Regions from separate parts of the Sus scrofa genome. Here region 2 is linked to region 1. The links are chromatin contacts, called in public HiChIP or PLAC-seq maps. All regions are on one chromosome and are shown on one strand. Each heading gives the region's core, a stretch centred on a gene start, on an enhancer-like site or on the middle of the called end of the contact. The rest is flanking DNA. Distances are from core to core; before and after follow the strand shown. Region 1 holds the start of ZCCHC11 (terminal uridylyltransferase 4). Region 2 holds the start of PRPF38A (a long non-coding RNA gene).

Region 1 (4,151 bases), core at 813-3,312:
TGTTAGTATCATCTTAATGTTTCTACAGGCTCTAAATTTGGGACCTGCTAGTTTTCTTACATCATCTCTGTGGAGTAGGTATTTTGTTGTTAAAAACTTAAAAATTTAAACTCAGAGGGTATATTTGGTCAACGTCATCCAGCTGATAAGTGCTGAAGCCTGGTAGGGCTCTTTTGGTTTGAAATCTACTACTCTATGCGCTTCACTGGAGCCCTCTGGCATGAGACATGGTATGGGTAAAATGTACTTATTCTCAGGGTTTGTTTAAAAATAGGAGCAATAGCATGGACCTCATGGGATTGTTAATGAGGATTAAATGCTGAAATATGTGCAATCTCTTACTCAGTGACTAACACTTAGTGGGCAATGTATAAACCCTTCTCATTAAGCTTCAGTTTCATCTAAACAAATAGATCAATGAGAAGTATTCACTTCTGAGGTGCAAAGTAGATGGACTCTGCAGAGAGGGAAGGCCCTTTCTGTAAACTTTTATAGCTCACAGCCTCTGAGTTACATCATGAGAAATTTTATAAAGCAGAATCTTGTAAATACTCAAGATTCTGCATCTTCTCTCATATCCACCGCATCATATCCTTTTCCTGCCTTAGCATGTGTCAAATGCAGTTGGACTGTAGTTGTGTGATTTGTCTAGCTTTGAGGTTAGAGGTTGGGTGAATAATCTTCAAGGCTGGGGCCTTAAAAAAAATACCAAAAAAAAAAACCCCAAAAACTTAAGTCCATTCGGATCGCGACTTTAAATAAGTATGCTGAGGAACCTACATTAAAAGCAGGAGAGGAAGGAGGCTGATGGTTGGCAGCTGATTCCAAACCCATGTGAAACTAAATAAATGACTTCTAAAATCTTTTCTCTGGGGGGTTGGGGGGATGCTCCAGATATTTCTCCAGACCTCCTTTACTCCATTTTAAAAGAAATTGTCTGGTGCGTTCCTATTGCGCTGCGGTGGAAACAAATTCCACTAGGAATCCTGAGGTTGCGGGTTCCATCCCTGGCCTTGCTGAGTGGGTTAAGGATCCAGCGTTGCTGTAAGCTGTGGTGTAGGTCGCAGACAGCTGGGATCTGGCCGTGGCTGTGGTGTAGGCCTGCAACTGTAGCTCAGATTTGACTCCTAGCCCGGGAACCTCCACGTGCTGCCCTAAAAAGCAAAATAAAGTAAAATAAATTGCTTGCATCTTGAAAGAAGATGATTCCAGCTTTGGGGGGCTGACAGCATAGGCGGGGTCAGGAAAGGGTGGGAACGACCCCGGGGCTTCCTCTGTCCACCTACTCTCTCAGGTGTTTAGAAGCCCACACTAACCGCCGAGGGTCCGGGTGCCATGCCCGTGGGCCAGGCCGGAGGGTGCACGTCCCAAACCGGTCTTCCTTCCTGGGGGCGGGGGAGGCTTTCGGCCCCTCTTCCCGCTTGGGGGTCCTCCGCAGGGAGGTCCGCAGGCCCATGAATAGATCTGAGAGGCGCGGCTATGCCCGCAACCCCCGCCTCCTCAGGCCTCTCCGAGCTCCCCAGGGGGCTCCCGGACCGGGGCCCGACGCTGCGACCCTCGCTCGGTGGCCCCGCCCCTCCCCGCGAGCCCGAGCGGCCTCCGACCCTCCCCCAACGCTAGAGGGCCCCGCCCCCTCCTCGCGGGCTAACGAGTGTCCTCGCGCGCTCGCCCCTTCCCTCAGCGTGGCTGTGAGTGCGCTGTCCTCCCACGTCGGCCCCCTCCCGTTGTTTCTCGCCGCCACCTCTAGCCCCCGAACGTAGCCCCGCCCCCACTGGTGTTTACTGTCCCCCGCCCCGGTTCAGCCAGTGCCCTGGGGCCCCCAGAACGAAGGGAGGGGGCACCCCTAAAGCCTTCCCTCGGCGCTTCCTCTCTGGGGTCTCCGGGGCATCTATCGCCTACCCTCGCCCGGGTCAGGACTCCATTCAGGGTTCTGTCCCTCTCTCCCCTCCCCCTCTCCTCGGCTCCCCCCACCTTCTCCCTCGGCCCCCTCCCCTCAGCAGGTCCTCCTCTTTCTCTCCCCCTCTCTCCTCCCCCTCCCCATCCCTTCCCCCCCACAATGCAGTTCGCGGCGCGGCGGACATGGCGGTGGAGTCCTGAGCTCGTCGTGTCCCGGCCTCCAGCGGCGACGGCAGTGACGGCGGCAGCGGGAGGCGGAGGGGGAGCGGGAGCCACTGAGATGAGGAGGCGCCGCGCGCGCCTGTAGCTCGCGGGCCTCGCAGGTACGGAGGTTCTGGCCGCGGCGCAGCCGCCGGCGCCGAGGGGGTGTGCTCTGGGCAGGCCGGGCGGCCCCCTGTTCGCCCTCCTCAGGTGCCGCGCCTCGCAGGTGTCAGGGGCCCGGCCCGAGCGCGTGTCAGCCGCCCCCTTGGGGCCTGACACTTCTTTCTTTACGGGAATGGGCTTCGCGTGTCCCAGGGGAAGGCAGAGATGAGGGAAGTAGGGGCGGCGGCCTGGGCGGCCTGAGGTGGGCATCGGGGCGCGTAGGGGCCGAACTCCACAGTGAGGCTGGGGCTCTCGGCCGCGGGCCGAAACCTGTGGACCCGGGCGGCGGATTTGGAGTTAACGGGATAGCAGTGAGCATTTTCTGGGTGCGATAGGATTCCCTGCCATGTGTGCCTTTTTTTCACCCCTGCTTAGACATAGATATACGTATGTAATGTATAAATACACACACGCAAATAATACATAATAAACACTTATTCCGGGCCCGCCCTTGTCGGGTGGAGAGAAGGCCGAGGTGTCTGGTGAGAGGGTTTCCTTTCTTGGTCGCCCGCCTTCTCTCTCCCTTGCCCCCCAGTCGAAGGGTGGTAATGAACGCTTTTGACGTGGGAAACTGTGAGATTGGTATTTGTAAACATACAGCACTCGCGGAGTGTATTGTACGCCTCCGCGAGAGGTTTCAGGTCCTTTTGGTATCGTGATTGCAAAAGAATGAGATATTTAGACCTGAAAGAAGCACAGCATCGGGGTTTCTAGCCGTACCTGAATGGGATGAATTACTGCTATTTTAACAACGTTGATTAAACACCTTCTTTTTAAAAGATTATCAAATCTTTAATTAGATGAATTTTGTACCTTGCGCGAGATTTTAGTTTCGGTGTACCATGTATCTTCGCTTTGATATATTTTTGGTACAAAAGTAGTTCCTTACACATTTGACATTCGACCCTTTTTGTAATCGCTTTAGTGTTCAGAAATGCAGTTCGAATTGTGTGTTTTTGGCATGCATTTAGTAATTAGCTGGAGTGGATCAGATTACCTTTTGTTTCCAAAGATCGCCCCCCCCCCCCAGTCTTGTAGTAGCGAAATGTGTAACACTTGGTGAAACAGAACATATCCTGTTTTCTGTTTTTCAATTAATGAGAACTATTAGCTAATAAAACCGGATAATCCCAACTGGATATGATAATTTCGAGAGAATGCCATATCAAGGTGGTGAATTGTAGGATGTTTCAAAAAAAGTTTTTCTTTTTTATTGTTACTATCAGTCAGCATGTTCTGTATATGAGTAAAATGTACGCTGAAATTTTCTTTAGGCTCAGAACTCTTATATGTCTCCTTAAAATTGTTGCACTAAATTGCATCCTAGTACTGCTTACTCACAACTTAAAAATTATTACATATTCTTTTAGAAAACCGTGCTTAAATAATTAATGGATTCACTAGTGTCTAGCGTACCGTGATCCTTTTATAAACAAATTGTAAAGAGTGCTTCTTAAAAACCATTTACTTTGGGGAAGATAAGAAATTTAAGTTGTTTTATGCTTTAAAAAGATGATATAATACAAACAAAAGATAATACAAAAGATAATACAAACAAAAGAAAGTTGCTTTAAAAAAAAGCTTTTAGATAAAATTTCCTGCTGTTTGCAATTTTTCATTTGACTTGTGTGGAAAATGAAAAAAATAAAGTTTACTTGAAATAATACAGAAGTGGAAGTGAAAGTTATTTGCATTTAATGTTTTGAGTTTAGCAAATATCTAAATACAGAAAGGAAATTAAAATCTTTTCATTGTCCTAGGTCAAGTTGTTAGTAATACAGATAAACTAAGATGTTATCATGCATATAAGTTTAGTTCAATATTGTAAATTCTAAATCACACCTAGAAATACATTTATTTTTAGTTAATTTAGCTGGAACAGTACAGTGTCT
Region 2 (4,106 bases), core at 79-2,578, 160 kb after region 1:
TTTGAAAGATACGGAAATCAATGAAAATATATGACAAGGGAATGTAACCTAGTGTTGGGGGAAAAGGTCACGAGTTGCCTTTTGAAACATATTGAGTTGGCACGTTTTAGAATTAGATTCATATAAATTTGGGCTGAAGAGATCAATTTGAAGGCATCTATATGTAGGCTGTAACTGTGGTATGGAGATCATCTAAGGAAAAAACTATGGAATGAGAAAAGGCCCGCGGAGCAAACTTATTTGACTCCAAAATTTAATGGCAACTCATAAAAACAGTATGAATCTTCTGTGGACAAACTGGCAGGAGCGGTAACAACAGCACTGGAGTGGTTAACAGTGGTAACAATTAGCACCACCCCTACTAATTCCTGAGTACTTTCTATTAACATATACTGTAACCATACCAAACACTTTTTATACATTATTTCACTTAATCCTTAGAACAAACCTTCAACCTTTGAGGTGGATATTATTATGTTCCTCTTACAATGGTGGAACAGTGAACAAAAAAGGAGCCAGAATTCAACAAAGATCAGACTGCCTGGAAGGTTTCTCTGAAGAGCTTCTATTCATACCAGGACCGGAATGTGGAAATAGTGCAAACGGGCCAGATTTAGGGATAATAAGATCATGAATTTGGTTTCAGGCATATTCACGTTCCTTTAAGATCTTCAGGGTCCCTGAACTTTTAACACTGTTTGGAACCTAGCAAGATACCATTAAACATGGAATGACTCAAAGAACCAAACTGACACCCTTCAGAATAAAGGCCCTATCAGACCCATTTGGGTCCCCAAAGCCCAACACAAGACTAGGCACAGAGTGGGCACTCAGATTTTTCTGAAAGACTGAGATTCCCTCCAGTCCCACCCTCCGGGACCAGTCCCCCCCCACCCCGGGACCAGTCCCATTCGACAGGTTAGAACTGGGCCACGGGACGCCCAGGGCTGGTGGGGGAAGGGGGGGGTCGACGCGCTCTTGCTCACCCGTAAGGCCAAAGCACTCCTCCTTCCAATACTTGGACTCATAGATTCGAGTCCGAATGATCTTCTCCACCAGATACTGAGGGTTGGTGCCGTGGATGCTGTGCGCATCCTTTACCGTACGGTTCGCCATTTTAGAACCCCTTCGGTTCTACTTCCGTCGACTCCTTTAGTACGTCACATCCAGGTTAAAAAAAAGCAACAACAACCCGAGAGGGCCTGAGAAAGTTGGAGGAAGTCTCACTGAACAGCTTAGCCGATCCTCTTGAAACCGGAATCGCTTCTGCTTCAGGAACTTCCGTGAATCGCGTCGCGACCGAGGCCCAGGGCACGTTGGCGGAAGTACGTCACGCGTCCCCTCCCTAGATGGGCGGGGCCGGAGGGCAGGCTGCTGACGGAACGTGGAGACAGCCTAGGGGCGGGGCCTCGGCTTTTGGCGCGAATTTCCTTTTCCTCACCTTCTTTGGATTCCTAGCTAGGCGCCAGTTTCGGCTCTGTTGCACGACTGGCAGCTGCGAGAAGAGTCCAGCTGGGCAGTTTAGATTTGCTGCAACTCCATGAGCTCCTGAAGCGGAGACGGTGGGAAGCGTTAGGCTTGCGCCAGCTCGAGCAAGCTTCGGCCCCCGGTGAGTGTGGCGTCCCGCGGGCGGGAGAGTTCTCGGCGGACTCATTCAGACGTTGATCCATTCAGCAGATACTTCCTAAGCGCCTATTAAGTGCCAGGTACTGTTCTGAGCCCAGTAGGAGCATTTTTCTTTCCACCTTTGGATTTCTGAAGGCTCCCTTGCTCTGTCGGGGACTGCGAGTTTGCAGTGGGGAAGCCGGAAGCCAACAGCAGAGAAGCATGTACGCTCTTGTCCTCAGCACCCTGAGACCTAGTAATGACCTGAAACATATGAACCTTCTATCTGCATGGTATTCGCATCTTTTCCTCCTTTCGGCGGAGTGTAACAAGCACCACGGGGAAGGCGGAACAGCAGAAGTTATTATCCGATTTTACGGTGTAGCAGTTCGCAGAGAGATTTGTCTAAGTCCCTTTTCGTGACTAAGCGGCCTGAGTTCCTACCTAAGTCCCAGATGAGCTGCTCTTAACTGCTAGGCTCTCTCGTATCCACCTTCTTTCCAGGAGGAGAGTGCTATGGCCCCTGCTTTACTTTCTCTAGTCTAACCCCGGAATAAAAGGGCCTTCTATTTTTGACAGTTGAAAAAAGGATTGGACTTAAAAGTCATGAGATGCGAGATTCTTACCCTAGGCTACTAATCTGCAAAATTGTAATGATTAGATATGTCAGTTTTCGATTTTAATTTTCTATAAAACTGATACCCTCTTCCCTGCTGTATTGGGTGCTTGAGATGGCCATTGGAGGTTTCTGATGTTAGATTTTGTTTATCAAGTCCCTCTGCAACAGTTTTTAATGTAACAAAGGGCAATATGTGGACTTTAGAAGATTTATTAATTCCCTGAAATTGAATGCAGAATGTTGTTTGAATTGTATATATTTCATAACATTCAAATAATTTTTTAAAATAAAGAAAGGAGGAATTCCCGTCATGGCACAGTGGAAATGAATCCAACTAAGAACCATGAAGTTGCAGTTCGATCCCTCGCCTTGTTCAGTGGGTTAAGGATCCGGAGTTGCCTTGAGCTGTGGTGTAGGTGTAGGTCCGAGACGCGGCTGGCTCAGATCCCACATTGCTGTGGCTGTGGCGTAGGCCAGCGGCTGTATATCCGATTAGACCCCTAGCCTGGGAACTTCCATATGCCGCGAATGCAGCCCTAAAAAGCAAAAAAGGAAGAAAGGAACCACTGTCCCTTAGAAATAAACCTAGGGGATAAGGGAGTGGCAGAGTGAATTATCTTCAGTAATCCTAGAGTAGTTTTGCCTAACACAGATTGGATTTGGATGATTATTAAATGGTTTTTGAATTGGTTGAATAAAAGGAAGTTTCTGTTATTATCCCCATTTTGTGGGTAAGGAAATTGAGGCCCATTGGACCTCTCAGTCAGTGAAGCCTGGCTTATTGTAATAAGCACACCAGAAGTTGTCTCTCTTAGACATGTATTAACATTATCCACTTTCACACAAGCTGTTCTAAGGGGAAGTTGAGTAGTCATTGGAGAGTTCTCTTGTGGTACAGTGGGTTAGGGTCCGGTGTTGTCACTGCTGAGGCTTACATTGGATCCCTGGCCTAGGAACTTGCATGTGCTGGGACAAAAAAAAAAAGAGTAGTCTTTGTTCTCATCCAGCTGCTCAGCATGCTATGCCATCCCGTATAACACTGGGACACCTTATCATCTTGAAATACTAATAGCTTCTACTTCTTTTTTTCTGTCTTTTGTCTTTTTAGGGCCGAACCCGCAGCATATGGAGGTTCCCAGCCTAGGGCTCTAATTGGATCTGTAGCCGCCGGCCTCCACCACAGCCTCCACCACAGCCACGCTAGATCCAAGCCACGTCTGCGACCTACATCACAGCTGATGGCAACGCCGGATCCTCAACCCACTGATCGAGGCCAGGGATCAAACCTGCAACCTCATGGTTCCTAGTTGGATTTGTTTCCTCTGCGCCACGATGGAAACTCCTGCTTCTACTTTTTATTCAACAAATATTTATTACTGAGCACCTACTTTGCCCTTAGTATATAGACTAGCATTGTTCTAGGATTATTGTGAGGATTAAATGAGATAAACCTATCAAGAGTTTTGGTTCTATCTTCTGTCTTACTGGATCAATAAATATCTGCTGCCATCATTTTACTGCAGCTCCTTTATCTTTTTTCCTTGGGTGGGGCACCTGGACTGGGTAGTGTGTATGTTCCAGATTTCTGGTATCTGCAGCATTGAGAGCCTGCAGTGGGTATCTCTTGTAGAAGTCAAAGCCTTTGTTAGGCCAAGTTAGGCCTGTCTTTCCACCCCATTCATTGCTCCTGTTGGGGAAATCTCCTTTGCTGATGGTAGATTAGATGCAGCTCTAGGTTAAGGGTAAGAAAGTGGAATAACGATATAAAGACACCTGATAAATACTGTAACTTCCTTATGCTGCCTCTTCAGAAGGACTCCTGATTAATTTTTTGAACTTTTCTTTGAAAAATAGCATTTAGGAAAATACATGTCATAAGTGT

What was found. HiChIP or PLAC-seq counts read pairs in DNA pulled down with a chosen protein or histone mark.
Region 2: an H3K27ac HiChIP or PLAC-seq map of alveolar macrophages shows a contact between it and region 1. The contact joins the promoter of PRPF38A here to the promoter of ZCCHC11 in region 1. A contact is called at or near these places in 1 of 47 Hi-C or Micro-C datasets (heart right ventricle) and 1 of 2 datasets of contacts at active chromatin or transcription factors (alveolar macrophages).

Annotation. Positions count from the first base shown.
Region 1 is chr6:159,653,986-159,658,136 of Sscrofa11.1, forward strand. ZCCHC11 (terminal uridylyltransferase 4) reads left to right here and starts at 2,063. Exons shown (of 29, transcript XM_021096643.1): 1 at 2,063-2,219.
Region 2 is chr6:159,817,924-159,822,029 of Sscrofa11.1, forward strand. PRPF38A (a long non-coding RNA gene) reads right to left here and starts at 1,329. Exons shown (of 10, transcript XR_002345201.1): 1 at 987-1,329. It overlaps ORC1 (origin recognition complex subunit 1), which reads left to right and starts at 1,379. Exons shown (of 17, transcript XM_005665420.3): 1 at 1,379-1,706.